Regions from separate parts of the Mus musculus genome. Here region 2 is linked to region 1. A link is a contact called in public promoter capture Hi-C data. All regions are on one chromosome and are shown on one strand. The core of a region is the stretch at or near the end of the contact, and the rest is flanking DNA. Distances in the headings are between cores, read along the strand shown. Region 1 overlaps Mtmr7 (myotubularin related protein 7). Region 2 holds the start of Mtus1 (mitochondrial tumor suppressor 1).

Region 1 (6,227 bases), core at 1,705-4,204:
TGGGTTCTAGAGCTCACCAGTGTCCCTGCATGGGCTCGTCCCTCACCTAAAGTGGTAATGTTTGCATGCACTCTGCTCACACCCTCCTGCATACTGTACATCAGCTCCTGATTGTTTCAGATGCCCAACCAAGGTAAATACTTGCTATGGTGGGATATTTAGGGAAAGGCGACAGAAAGTCGATTCAGAGTCAGTCCTTTTAGTTGAATACTTTTGATCCGTGGTTGTGGAAAGCTATAGCTGACTAAACCCACCGGCCTAGGACCTGGTGACTGGAAAGACAGACGGAAAGATGTTTGTATGGTGTTGGAAACGAGGGTCAGGGAAATGGTGGGGTGTGCTGAGATGGGGTCTGAAGAGACCCCTAAACATCCCTACTGGGCAAACCTAGCAGTAGCCTGGGCTTTTATTACTGTGAAAATGTGACCTTTAGATTTGATTTGGGTACTCATGATTCTTTTAAATAGACTAGTATATTAAAAAAAAAAAAGACAATAAGCACCAAATAAGCACTAAAATTGTTTCCCTAGTCTTTCCACTAATAGTGCCTTGTAAGTTTCAGGAAAGTGATTATTCTGCTTTCAGCAGTGAAAAACATTATTACTAAAAAGGAAAGTAGGTTGCTTAAAAAGTTTTAAATTCATGGTATGGATCCTACTTAAACATTTCCACACATTCCTAATACCTTACACAGAAAGCTTACCCAGGTAGCAAGCTCTTCAGCTTGGGTTAAAAGTAAACCTATCTTGATTTCCATAAAATCCAATACCATTTTCCCATGTTGGTGTGGAGTGCAGGCTAACCACAGGCGCCTCTTCCTGGGGATGCTCCCACAGTGTCTCTGACAGTTCTGTGTTGCTGTGGCCTCTCCCCGCAGGCCTCCATCTGCAGGAGCAGCCAGCCCCTTTCCGGCTTCAGCGCTCGGTGCCTGGAGGATGAGCAGATGCTCCAAGCCATCAGGAAAGCCAATCCTGGAAGTGACTTCATTTATGTCGTGGACACAAGGCCTAAAGTAAGTGTCACCATTTTCATACGTGTCTCTGCAGCCCTGAGTCCTGAGGCCGGAAGGAACCAAAGCTTGACTGGTAGCAACCCTTTGCCTTATCTGTAGAGGGTTGTTCCTGGTCTGATCAGACCATGGGGCCACCAAAGGGCTGCTCTCTGCTGCATCTCAGCTCCTGAAGGGGCTGAGTGTGCTGAGTACATTTCTGTTTCCGGTTTTTACCATTGTGCCGGTCACACAGTAAATGGCTTACTGTTTAGGTTTGCAAGTAGTTTGGCTGTGGATTAAATGTCAGCGGTGCTATTCAAAACAGGTTACAAGGGAATAAAAATATGACAGAGGAAAAATAGCTTAGTTGGTCAAGTCAGTTTAAAATGAAAGCCATTAAGAGTAAGAGCTTCGTGGCATAGTCAGTTGTAGATGTTTATAGACATAGTCTTCACATCATACATAATGGGCCCTGACTTTCTAGTAAGCTTTCATTGCACAACATAGATCAAATCTCTGATCCAGGGGTGAAGGACTGGAAGAAGGTCTGCCCTTGAAAGATGTGACAGATTAACTTCTGTTGCCTGTCAGTTTCTGCCTCTGTCTGAATCAGGTGCAAACCCCTTTCTCCAACCCTGACTGCCCTCCTCCCCGCGCCCTGTATCTTTTGTGTACGGTAGAGCTGTTCTGTATTTTCTGATAAGTTATGTGCTTCTCAGAGGACATTTTGCAGACAAACTCAGGCTTCAGGGCTTTACTGAGTGGAGACTGGAAATCCTTTTCCTACCCTACTTTTCCAGCTTTAAACAGGGATAAACAGATTGACCTCCTAAGAGCCAGTGATCCAAGTTAGGTCCCTGTAGTGTAAGTCCTTATTAGAACGTGGCAGCCACAGGACCAGGCCTTGTCTGTATTTAAAGCCACCTTCTTAGTCCTAAGGATTCAGTTTGAAGGGTATATTTAGTACTCACTTTGTTTATTGTTAAGTGGTAAGAAGTTGACTCTGATCCAGTAGATAAAGAAAGTTGGGTGCTCTCTTCTCAGGTGCAAAGATGTGGCTTGTAAAAACTGCTTCAAGCTTTGTGTTCCCCTCCTCTCTCCCCCTCTTTTCTCTCCCTCTTTTCTCTTTCTCCCTCTCTCTTTTCTTCTATCCCTCTCTTTCTCCCTCCCTCTCTCTTTTCCTCTCTCCCTGTCTTCCCCTCCTTCCTTTCTTCTTTTTTTTCATGACCACGTTGGTTGATTCCCACCCCTCAGGTGCGGTAGTTTTCCTAGGCCACCAGGAAAGTATGCAGATGTTTGCCACAGAAGGGTTGCATGGCGGCATGCAGGTTGTCCTCAGTCCTTGCCTTCTGCATCCAGCTTTATTTCCTAGTATAATAATAATAATAATAATAATAATAATAATAATAATAATTAATAATAATAATAATAATAATAAAGACAAAGGCTTGGGAGGCAGCTCCCAGGGTCCTGATCCTTGGTCTCTGAGCGGGGTTAAGTCCACACAAGGGCTTCCCAAGCCACCCACCCAGATGAAAGCCTTTTGAATTGTTTGTTCACTGATGGGACAGTGATGGGCCGCAGAGGCAGTGAAAGCCTTAAGTATGTACTGAGAAAAGTCTCCTTGGTCTCAGCTGTTGCTAGAGATTGGTACATTAACACATGGAATTGAGTCAGAACGGTATTTGTGGAGGTCTAAGACAAGGACCGTGTCTCTGTACTTCAGCCTCTTCTGTCAGATATGCTGGCATTCTGTTGAGCTTGCAAAAATGTTCAGCACGTTCTCATTTCACTCTTGGAAGAATTCTGCAGATTGGGAGGCTTCTTGTCTTTTCCTGGACTTAGCTTTAAAGAGGTTAGGTAATTCACTGAGACCACACGGTTTAGACCCAAGGCCACATTCAGTTAAATACAAGCTTATTTGACATCAAAGCCAGTGGCTTTTTTGTTTCTGTTTCCCAGAACATCTCTAGGGGACCCTTGTCCCCGCTTCCAGACTCTAGAGGGTTGACACCTAAGTTGATCACACACCCAGCTCCAGGCTGAGCCAAAGTCACCTCAAGCCAGTGGAGCAGGAGGGCTCTAAGCTGTGTGCCTGCCTACCAGCTATGGAGGAAGTATGAGTCCTGAAGTTAAGGCTGTCATCTGTCTAAGCTATGGAGGAAGTGTGAGTCCTAAAGGCAGGGGCAAGGTTGAGTCAGTCACCTGCTTCTGTGGTGACCGGCCCTGTGACATGCCTCAGCTCCATGGACTGCTTTGTGGTTGTGGCCTTAGTGTCACGGCGCCAGGGGTTGTTTCATTGTCTAACAGGAAGTCATAGGGTATTTCTCTCTTTCTTGGTAATGAGGTAATGTCTATTCACTGGGTCCCATGCAGGAGACATCTTCAAGATACAGCTATGAAGTTCAGGGTACCTGAAAAGTGGGAACCTGGGATCTTATTTCCTGGTTATATGCATAAAGTTTGAAGGTGGCCATTGACAGAGGAAAGAGAGTGGGAGAGAGACATTTGTGTTTTGTAGCAGGTGAGGGGAGAGTCTTCAGTCCTGTTCTTTGTAAGTGCAAGGATGGACAAATATCCTTTGGCTTAATTTGGACCTTAACAAACTTGATAAAACCTTGCTAACACAGCTTACCTATCATGGAGGCCCCCGGAGAGGGACCTGGGGCTAATGTAGCTGGCAATGGCTGCTGGTCTAGGCTCAGGCCACAGTGGATCTCGTATGCGAGTGAAAGGTGGCACAGTACTTCTAGGAGCCTATACTGTGTGCCTTAGGAAAGTCACCCTTTGGATGCCTATGCGGAGAAGGCAGAGACAGCCAGTTATTAGCAATCAGAAGCACTGTCAACCAGTAAGACAACTGACATTGCCTAGCTTTGCAAAGAGCTGTTTATCTAACTGCATCTCTTCCACATGGTCCCTTCTACCAACTACACAGAGCAGGCGAGCCTGTTAGAAGCCACGGGAAGGGAGAGCCCTCATCACCTCACGGAGCCTGTACCCAGGGAAAGAGACCGTTTTGCATCATATATGGGTTGAAAATTTAAATTAGCCTGGATCAAGATTTCATCCTGTACTCTTAAATACGTGAAAGATGTCCCTGGATGGCGAAGGGGACATTTTGAGAAGCTTATTTGTAGGTCATACCTGTAGGCAATAAAATCATCTAGTATTTCCAAGAGTGTGCCACAGTTAAGTTAGTGAGGAGAAGAAAGAGCACTCTTTGACACCTGTGCTAGGCTTTGGCCCAGTTCTCCTAAAGGTAGCTGTCTGTCTGTCTGTCTGTCTGTCTGTCTCAGTCTGGAATATCTTTTTTGGGTGTTTATTATTTCTAAACCTGTGTTTCTGCTTTGAAAGTTCAGCTTTTGCCACATTAAATAAGTAGAGCTCCTAAAAAATAGTTTGTATGATAGATTAAATATCGCCACCTTGTGTTTGTTATGTGAATTACAGACTGACTTTGAAGAGGTTTTCTCCTACTTGCTTTTAAGGAAAACTGCCTGCCGTTTCTCCCATTGTAACTCCTAAGTGATTTAAAGTGTGAGCATATGTTATATATGCAGGAACTGTAGTAGTAAGAGTGCTTTGCTTATCACGTATTATACATGTTCAGAAGAGATGGGGCGGGGCTGATGAGAAGGCTGGACCTTGAATTTAGATGCAGAATAAGTGTGTAGTTCATATAACATCAGGCTCGTTGGATCTGTTGATTTGTTGCATTTAATGAAGTTCATTACAGAGGTTTAGCTGAAACTGCCCTGAAAATAATTATGTAAGGCCATAACGTTTTAAAAGTACACAGTTCCATGAGAGCAACATGCATATGTAATTTCTGGAAGAAAAAAAAAATCCCCTTAAAATATTAGAACATATATATCCCTTAAGATATATCATGAAAGTGTTTATTGGTTATGGCTAAAGCCTTAGGGATGTGCCTTGCTTTTGTAGACCGGGGTCAGTCTCCCGAAGAGCCCACAGCCCCATAGATGCCAGAGGAGCAGAGGAGGGGAGCAGGAGCCCGCTTGCTGACGAAGCAGGGACTCCTGTGGCAGTGGCTTGCTCTCAGCTCTGGCTGTATTGTGTTTTCTCCCTGGTTGTCTCATTCTTCTCTATGGTCCTGACTTAACGTGTGCTTCTTGTAACTGTGAAAGGCTGCGTGAGTAGCTGAGGTCGTGTTGATAGTATCCCCCTGCAGCTTGCCACTCCCTTTTTCCTTATGAAATTGCTACCCAATTGGCATAGTCTATGGTAACTTTAATTCTTCTTAGTGAATGTAAATAAATGAATCAGTAAGTATTAACGGTGGGTGGTTGAATGAACATTTTCTTAGCTTACACATATGTACATGTAGCTGTGTGGTGTATGTGAGAGAGAACGGGGGAGAGATAGGTCAGGCAGGGTCTGTGTCTTTGGTCCCTGGTTGTATTCCACAGCATGGATATGCCCTTGTTTACGCAGTTACCACTTGGAGGAGACAGTCATAGGTTTTCGGCTTTCATGTTTACAAAACCATTTGTCACAGACAGTCTTGATCTATATATGTTAAGACCTTTGTTTTTAGGAGGTTTTCAGAACTAGAGGATGTGGACCAAAGCATTTTAATTTAGCTTAGTTTTTTTAAACTTAACTATTTGAAGGACTACTTAATACTATACACTTAAAAGCAGACCCCTTCACTAACCCCCATTTGGCTAGTCCCCTAGCCTTTGTGGCCCTAGGAAGATAGTGGTAACTGAACACTGTTCTCCATAAATGGTGGCCTGCTTAGTCACATTGCAAGAGAGGAGCATTCCCAGCCATGTATCCCTGTGAAATCTTTCCCAGCTTGGGCAGGACTTGTCTGTTTGCCTGTACTGTGCAGGGTTAAAGCAATCTGGGCTTACTCCGTTTCTTCAGCATCCATTAGCATTGAAACCAGTTTACACTGACATATCAAGTATCTTATCTATGGTTCTGAAAGTGACAAAAGCTCCCACATCAGACCTCTGGGTCATGTCTGGATGGGGAGGGGCACCCTGCAGCCTGACGGTCAGCACTCTCTCTTCGGTAATCCTGCTGAAGGCTCAGTTGGGCAGATGAGAAGAACCATTCCTGCCTGACAGTTCTCACGTTATGACTCCTACTTGTTTCTCTGCGTTACAGTTCTGGCAGATAATCTAGCGCACAGGGACTTATGCTGATTGCTGTCTCTGTGGATACTTCTGCCACTTAGGAGATTTTCACGTATAGTGTTAAA
Region 2 (6,234 bases), core at 1,477-3,976, 550 kb before region 1:
TTTATTTGGGAAGTGTATTTTTACATATTATTTTGTTTATAGGAATAAAATACTATACAATATAAGTATATGGATTTTCTCTGCCTAATAGAAATGGCAACATGCTAGTAGATAATTGTTTTGCACTTAAAAATATGCACACGATGTATCTTAGATTATTTTATAATAATAAAAGATCTGTGTCATTCTTTTTCAAGTCCTCATAGGATTTGTTTTATGATTATGCCATAACTCTTTTTTAAACAAACTCCTTATAATGAGTTCTTCATCAATCAGTATGTTGTTTCTCAATATGTTGTTACTAGACACAAGGCTGACATAAACAAGGCTTTATACTCATGGAAGTTCCGCAGGGTAATATAAGATAAGCTCTCATTGAGGGGTTTCTAGTGAAAATAACCTGTGCATCTTTATTTAATCAGTTAGGATTTTGAATTTCCCTCTATGGAAGTCGCTCTAGGTTACGTTTACATCTGCACTCTGACTGCCTCTCTTCTCATTATACCAACGCCCGGTGGCTATCGCATGTTCTCATCTTTGACACTCTGCCAAGTGAAACAGGGATTTTTAAATAGAGTCTTCAATTTTCATTTTTCCTCCCAGAGGATAAAACATGCTAACTTTTCTTTAGAACAGAACACCACGAAGTTATGCAGAGTTGTCTTCTTATCCTTAATTCTGGACTCTGGAGCAGGTCAGCATTCAAGTTCAGAGGTCAGGAACATGGCTATATGCCCAGAACCAAGAGGGATAGAGAAGCCAATAGGCCTTAGTTCATGACCATTTGGCTGGACAGAGTCTCTGATGATGCCCCCAGATCACTTCTGATTATGGGAATGCAATGAGAAGCTAAGGTTCTGATTTCCACACCTTCAAAAAAGTGACAGTCACATCTGCACCGTGACTGCCTCTAAACTGTGACGTATCTCCAATTACTTCAGTGAGTGGTTGTTTTTTTAAATTTTGTTTTCTTCTTTCAATTTATCTTACAGAAATAAAAAGTAAAACTGATTCCATATTCATACATAGAACTAAGTCGCACAATGGAATGCAGTGGTGGTGGGAATCTGGATGTGTGTGGATTATATTGGGCCAAATCATCGGGGGCACGTGGCTTATAAAGGCTTAAATAATATGTTTAACACAAGGAGGATTTTCCTTAGGGAGGAAGCATGTTGCTAATTAGCATAATTATCTCATGACTTGCCAGAAAAAAACATCCGGGGCTTTTTTTTTTTTTTGGTTTTGTTTTGTTGGGTGCCTTTTGCTCAAGGGAGAATTGTCCGATGGTTTTTAATGCTGTGCCACTTTAAAACTAGTCACATGATTTTTTTCCTAACGTCAGACAGAGTTGATATTACGACAGGGATTTCAAAGATAAGCAAGAGGTGTTATCTACTGGAATATGGAGGGAAAAAAAGGGGGAGTCGGGCCTGCTCGGCTGGGTTTGTGCCTGCCTTGGCTGCCCTCACAGTGTGACCATGTGCAAGTCACTTGGCTTTTCTGAGCTTCGGTTGCCTCACTCAAATAATAGAGATAATAATCTAACCTATTTACAGCAGGGTCTACTTGTGAGCGAAGAATGGATCATTGTTCACGTGAAAGCACTTAAAGCTATAAACAGCAAAGCTATTAGATCATCCAGCATTCGTGGTATAGGCAACCTCTGAAATGCTGCTTCTGCTCCCTCACCCCCACCCCCGTCCCCCGCCTCTGCGCTCCAAGAAATGTACTGAAAATGCTTTTTCAGCAATCCCAGGCCACGTAGTTTTATATATGTATACACACATGCATACATTAAACTTAGAGTTCTGGGTTGTCTGACATGTTCAGGAATGTTTTTATCTGTTACAAGCAGGCTATCAATCTTTAGGGAAAAAACCTTATATTAAAATATGCTTAGTGGAGGCTGAAATTTCCTCAGTTTGATTCAAGAACAAGGACTTTGGCTTTCAAGTGGCCAGACCTAGCTTCTCTTCCTAGCTTCTCCCACTACCCCAACCCCACCCCCATCTGAACTTCTAACAGTCGGAGTGCTGGTTTCTTTAATCTTTAATAGGTGCTCGCTAGTAATCTGCTCGGAAGTCTGAAGACAATATAGGGCGCAGGTGGGACTCTCCGAGAACAATCAGTGCTGCTTCCTTATAAACCCTTACGCTGATAAGCCTGCAACTTCCCCACCTCCCAACTCCAAAGCCCTTCGCGGGACAGGGAATTCTGGCTGCGAGGGGACCCAGGAGGAGCCAATCCTCCCTCTGGCTAGCTAGCCTGTCCGACGGTCCTGGGGCCCCAAAGTTGGGCTTGGCAGAGCTTAGCTTTCCCACCAGGACGTGAATGGTTTGGGGTCGCGCGGGACAGCCAGCCAAGCGCGCAGTCAGCAGCGGTGGCTTTGCGACACACGTGGCAACAGGTGCAGCGCGATCCAGGACGTACGCCCGGGGCTTGTGGCTTATGTTGACGTTTAGCCAGGGAGCCCGACCCGGCTGGCGACCGTAGTGGAGCTCCGCGGGAGTCATCGTGCCTCAAGGAACCCCTGCTCGTCTCTCAGGTTAGTTTTTTTGGGGGGCACTGCCCCTTCTGCCCCCCTCTCCCCCCCGCAACCTGGCCTTTGTCTGGGCTCTAGGAGCCGCCGCGGGCGAGGGGCGAGGCCACCCAGCCCAGGATCCTCCGCCTTCGCTCCTCCCCCTGGCGGCCCGGGGCGGGGAGGCTGGGACGCCCGGGCTCCGGGTTCCCGGTTCCCGCCTGGCCGCCAGGGTGCTGGTGCGGGTTGGGGTCGATCTGCAAGCCCCAGGTACAGACGTCTCCAAGGCAGGACCCGCCGAGGGTGCAGAACGCCGTGGCTCCCCCCAGGGCTGGCTCCCCGGCTCTGCGGGCAAGCGCGGAGTGGATCCCATTCCGTCGCCCATCCCGGCCGCGGTGGGGACCTCCGGAGAACGAGGAGCTGGGGAGCGGCGACTGCAACGCACTCACGGTGACCGGACTGGCTTTCCGGGGAGGGGGGCGGGTGTCCTAGTGGGTTTCAAAGTAGGAGGAGTGGGGAGGCTGAGCTCACGTGGGACCCGCGGGGCTCCTGCAGGACAGCGGGCTGCAGTTGCTGTCACCTTGAAAGTGACCGAGGCGGTGGGTTTATTGTGGATAAAGGACAACTGTCAAGTTTGCATCCTCGGTGGAAAGCCGCCCACCAAGCGCTGGATTCTGGCTCTGGACCTGGCAGCCTCAGGCTTCCGGCTGGGCGACTTGCCGGGGTCCATTCCCACTAAGCAGTCAGGGCAGAAAATATGGGAGAAAGGGAATTAGTGCAGTTCCCCAGGTCCTCATGCGGGTTTTACTCCCTGCAGCCTGCGGGTTCTTACAAACTCTAAGGGAAAGCCCACGTTGAGGGTCGCCGTATTGATTACTCAATAGAGGACTTAGCTCGAATTTCCGCGAAGTCTTTGCGCCCCCCCCCCCAACTAGGGTGATCTGTTCACTTTTCACTTGTAAAAGTGACACATTGAATTGTAAACATAGCTTGCATACTGGCACTCACTCTGCAAAATGCTACTTTTAAATTGTCTTGTGTTCTACCAGAGGAAATCCAGTGTATTTTGTTTGTCTTAAAACCAGAGTCTTAGGCAAAACAGGAGGAAAGCGAGCTTTCATGTTCTGCCAGGTGATTGGAGTTCAATCAAGGTATCAAATCACAGCGCGGTGGGGGTGGGAGTGGATTCCGGGGATCCGGAGACAACTTGTGGGAGGGCAAAAAAGAGGTGGGGTCGGGCCCCCGCTAAACATATGACCTCTGTAAGGAATGTTTTACAAATAGGTTATCAGTTTAAATAGTTCATCCCCGTTCTCTCCAGCAATCCCTTTAGGGCAATCTGTACTCTGTTGTGTGGGTGTGTTTAAACTTCTTGTTTACAGATTTATTTCTCAAGAACTGTATCGATAAGAAAAGTTATGCAAGAAAACCTGTTCCTGCCCTGTTTTTTTAAAAAAGGCATAGAATTTAGTTTAAAATACTTTTAAAATGTTGTATCGATCTTCACCTGAACCCTCTCTCCACTGCCCCGGCCCCCCCCCCCCGTGACCCACCCCCTTGTTCAATGGATGGAGCGAAGAGTTTTGTATATACCAAACACCTGGATTATCATTGATAGCTGCCCCAGCCCCTCACCTGTTCCTTTTAAAAACTAGATTTATGTGGGAAACAAATTGTGTTTGGGAGAGGTCTGTACCTTTTAATTAACCGTTAGGAATTCAAGGATAATTTTTGTAGGGTTTAGCTAGGATTGTGAAATTCTGGATAAATTTCTTGTAGACTTTTTGGAAACTAGAGTTACAAGAATTAAGCTTTTAAGAAGCATGTTGATTAGTAACCCTGAGAGCTCTGATTTCAACCGGAATGGACCGCTGATGTATACAGTTTGATACATTCAGGAAAATAAGAGTCAATCCCACCATTTCTCTTTTTCTCCCCTTTGTAAACTATAATGAAAATTCCCCCATTATATAAAGCCTTCAAAATCTTAATAAGTGTTACACATTATATTCTATACACGTGTCGATTTACTTAACCTTGTTTTACAAGCTGATCTTTTCATTTTCAGTTACTGTAATTAAATATGCTATTGCAACCCTTAATCGCTTTTAAAATTTTGTCTGCAAGGTAGGTTTCCTTAGGATAAAGTCCTTGGAAATCACAATTAGTGGTGCAAAAGTTTCTTTTAAAAATATTGAACTTTGGTCTCCAAAACGCCTTAGTCAAACTAAGCAGACCAGAACTGGCTCTTGTGTTACCGTCTTTCTAACACCCTTAAAAGGAAGTAGTATTGCCAGCTTTATAGGTGAAGAGTGCAATCTTGGTATTTATGTTTCCATTTCTAGGATTGCAAATGTTATCAAGTACCCCACATGGGTTTCTAGTTCCTTTTCTTGTTTTCTTTTCATTTTGAGACAGGGTTTCTTTGTGTAGCCTTGACTATCTTCAAATTTGTCCTGTAAACCAGGCTGGCCTTGAACTCAGAGATCTGCTTGCCTCTGCCTCCCAAGTGCTGGGATTAAAGGCATGTGCTACTACATCGGGATAGTTTTCCTTTTATTTCAGTGTAGCATCACATTTTCCTCTTGGGATATTGGCATTTTTCTACTTATAAAAACCTCCTCCAGGCCGTTGGGTTGGCATACATCTGTTCATACTGCAAATATTTTTCTCAATTTGTGTTTGCCCTGTAAACACATTTATAGATGTGTTGACTTCCAGAAGTGTACTTCAGTGTTGTCAAACATGTTGGTTTTTCCCAAAATGGATGTTTAGTAGTTCTGAGTCACAGTTTAGGAACCACATATGGCTGTCACTTCTGGAACTATGACTACAACTTCTATGTTCTGCAGTAGCTGCTGTTGTGCAATTTTTTTTTCCTTTTGCACATGTTAATGACAAATTGTGGAGAATGGTATATGTCATTAGGACGGTCTTAGGGCTTGGAGAAATGGCACAGTCTGCTTCTTCCAGAAGATCTGGGTTTAGTTTCCAGCCCCCACATCAGGAAGCTTACAGATTGCCTGTAACTCCAGCTCCCTAGGGAACTAGTGTCCTCTTTGGGCCCTTTGTATGCACCTGCACTCAATCAGATCAGAACACTTAGGGAAACTGTATATAAATGTTGGGTGAGGGTTTTCCTGATTCTTTGGGACCTGAGGAATCTTGAAACCATCTATTTAATCTTTAGGACATTTTTTTCATATCTCTTTCTGTCCAGAAAGCCCTGCAATCACTCTAAAAGCTTGAGTTGAACCCATCCATAGAATGTGTCCATAAGCTTATCATGTCTTGCCTTGCCCTACCCTAAAGCTGAGAAAATGATCAAGACAATCTTGAATCTAGGTGTTTGTAGTGCTTTAAACCTCTATCAGATGATTCCATGTTTGTATCTTTTCAGTGACAACACTCCACAGATCTGTGTTTCCTAGTATTCTGGGGGAAACCTTTTTAATTCATTGGCTATCTTATCAGCATGGCTGTGTCGTCTGTGAGCTTTTGAATTCATTGATGAATATTTTAATGTGTTCTTTGCTACCAATAGAGCCAACAACTCAAAAGTTCAGAGATGTCTTTGAAGAAACTTTTCAATTGGCATCACATTGTTTGGAATTTGTTTTATGTGTATGAATGTTTAGCTTGAATATGTACCACATGCATGTCTGATGTTCATGGAGGTCAGAACAGGGTGTCACATCCCCTGGAACTGGACT

The links. Promoter capture Hi-C pulls out the DNA fragments that hold promoters and counts their contacts.
Region 2: a promoter capture Hi-C map of liver shows a contact between it and region 1, with 2.3 times the contacts expected there. The contact joins the promoter of Mtus1 here to the enhancer-like site in region 1. A contact is called at or near these places in 6 of 39 promoter capture datasets (the 3T3-L1 cell line, 3T3-L1-derived adipocytes, cranial neural crest and 2 more), 3 of 115 datasets of contacts at active chromatin or transcription factors (bone marrow-derived macrophages, embryonic stem cells and pancreatic cancer cells) and 1 of 9 other capture datasets (adipose tissue).

What each region holds. Positions count from the first base shown.
Region 1 is chr8:40,581,833-40,588,059 of GRCm38.p6, reverse strand. Mtmr7 (myotubularin related protein 7) reads left to right here. Exons shown (of 14, transcript NM_001040699.1): 6 at 878-1,012. Among named protein-coding and RNA genes, the nearest start is that of Mtmr7, 50 kb to the left of the region's middle. Within about 2 kb of position 2,954, at least 104 of the 459 cell types and tissues checked have an H3K27ac peak or open chromatin away from gene starts, as enhancers often do. A contact at or near this core is called in bone marrow-derived macrophages, liver and pancreatic cancer cells, where this site is marked.
Region 2 is chr8:41,130,218-41,136,451 of GRCm38.p6, reverse strand. Mtus1 (mitochondrial tumor suppressor 1) reads left to right here and starts at 2,726. Exons shown (of 14, transcript NM_001005863.2): 1 at 2,726-2,971.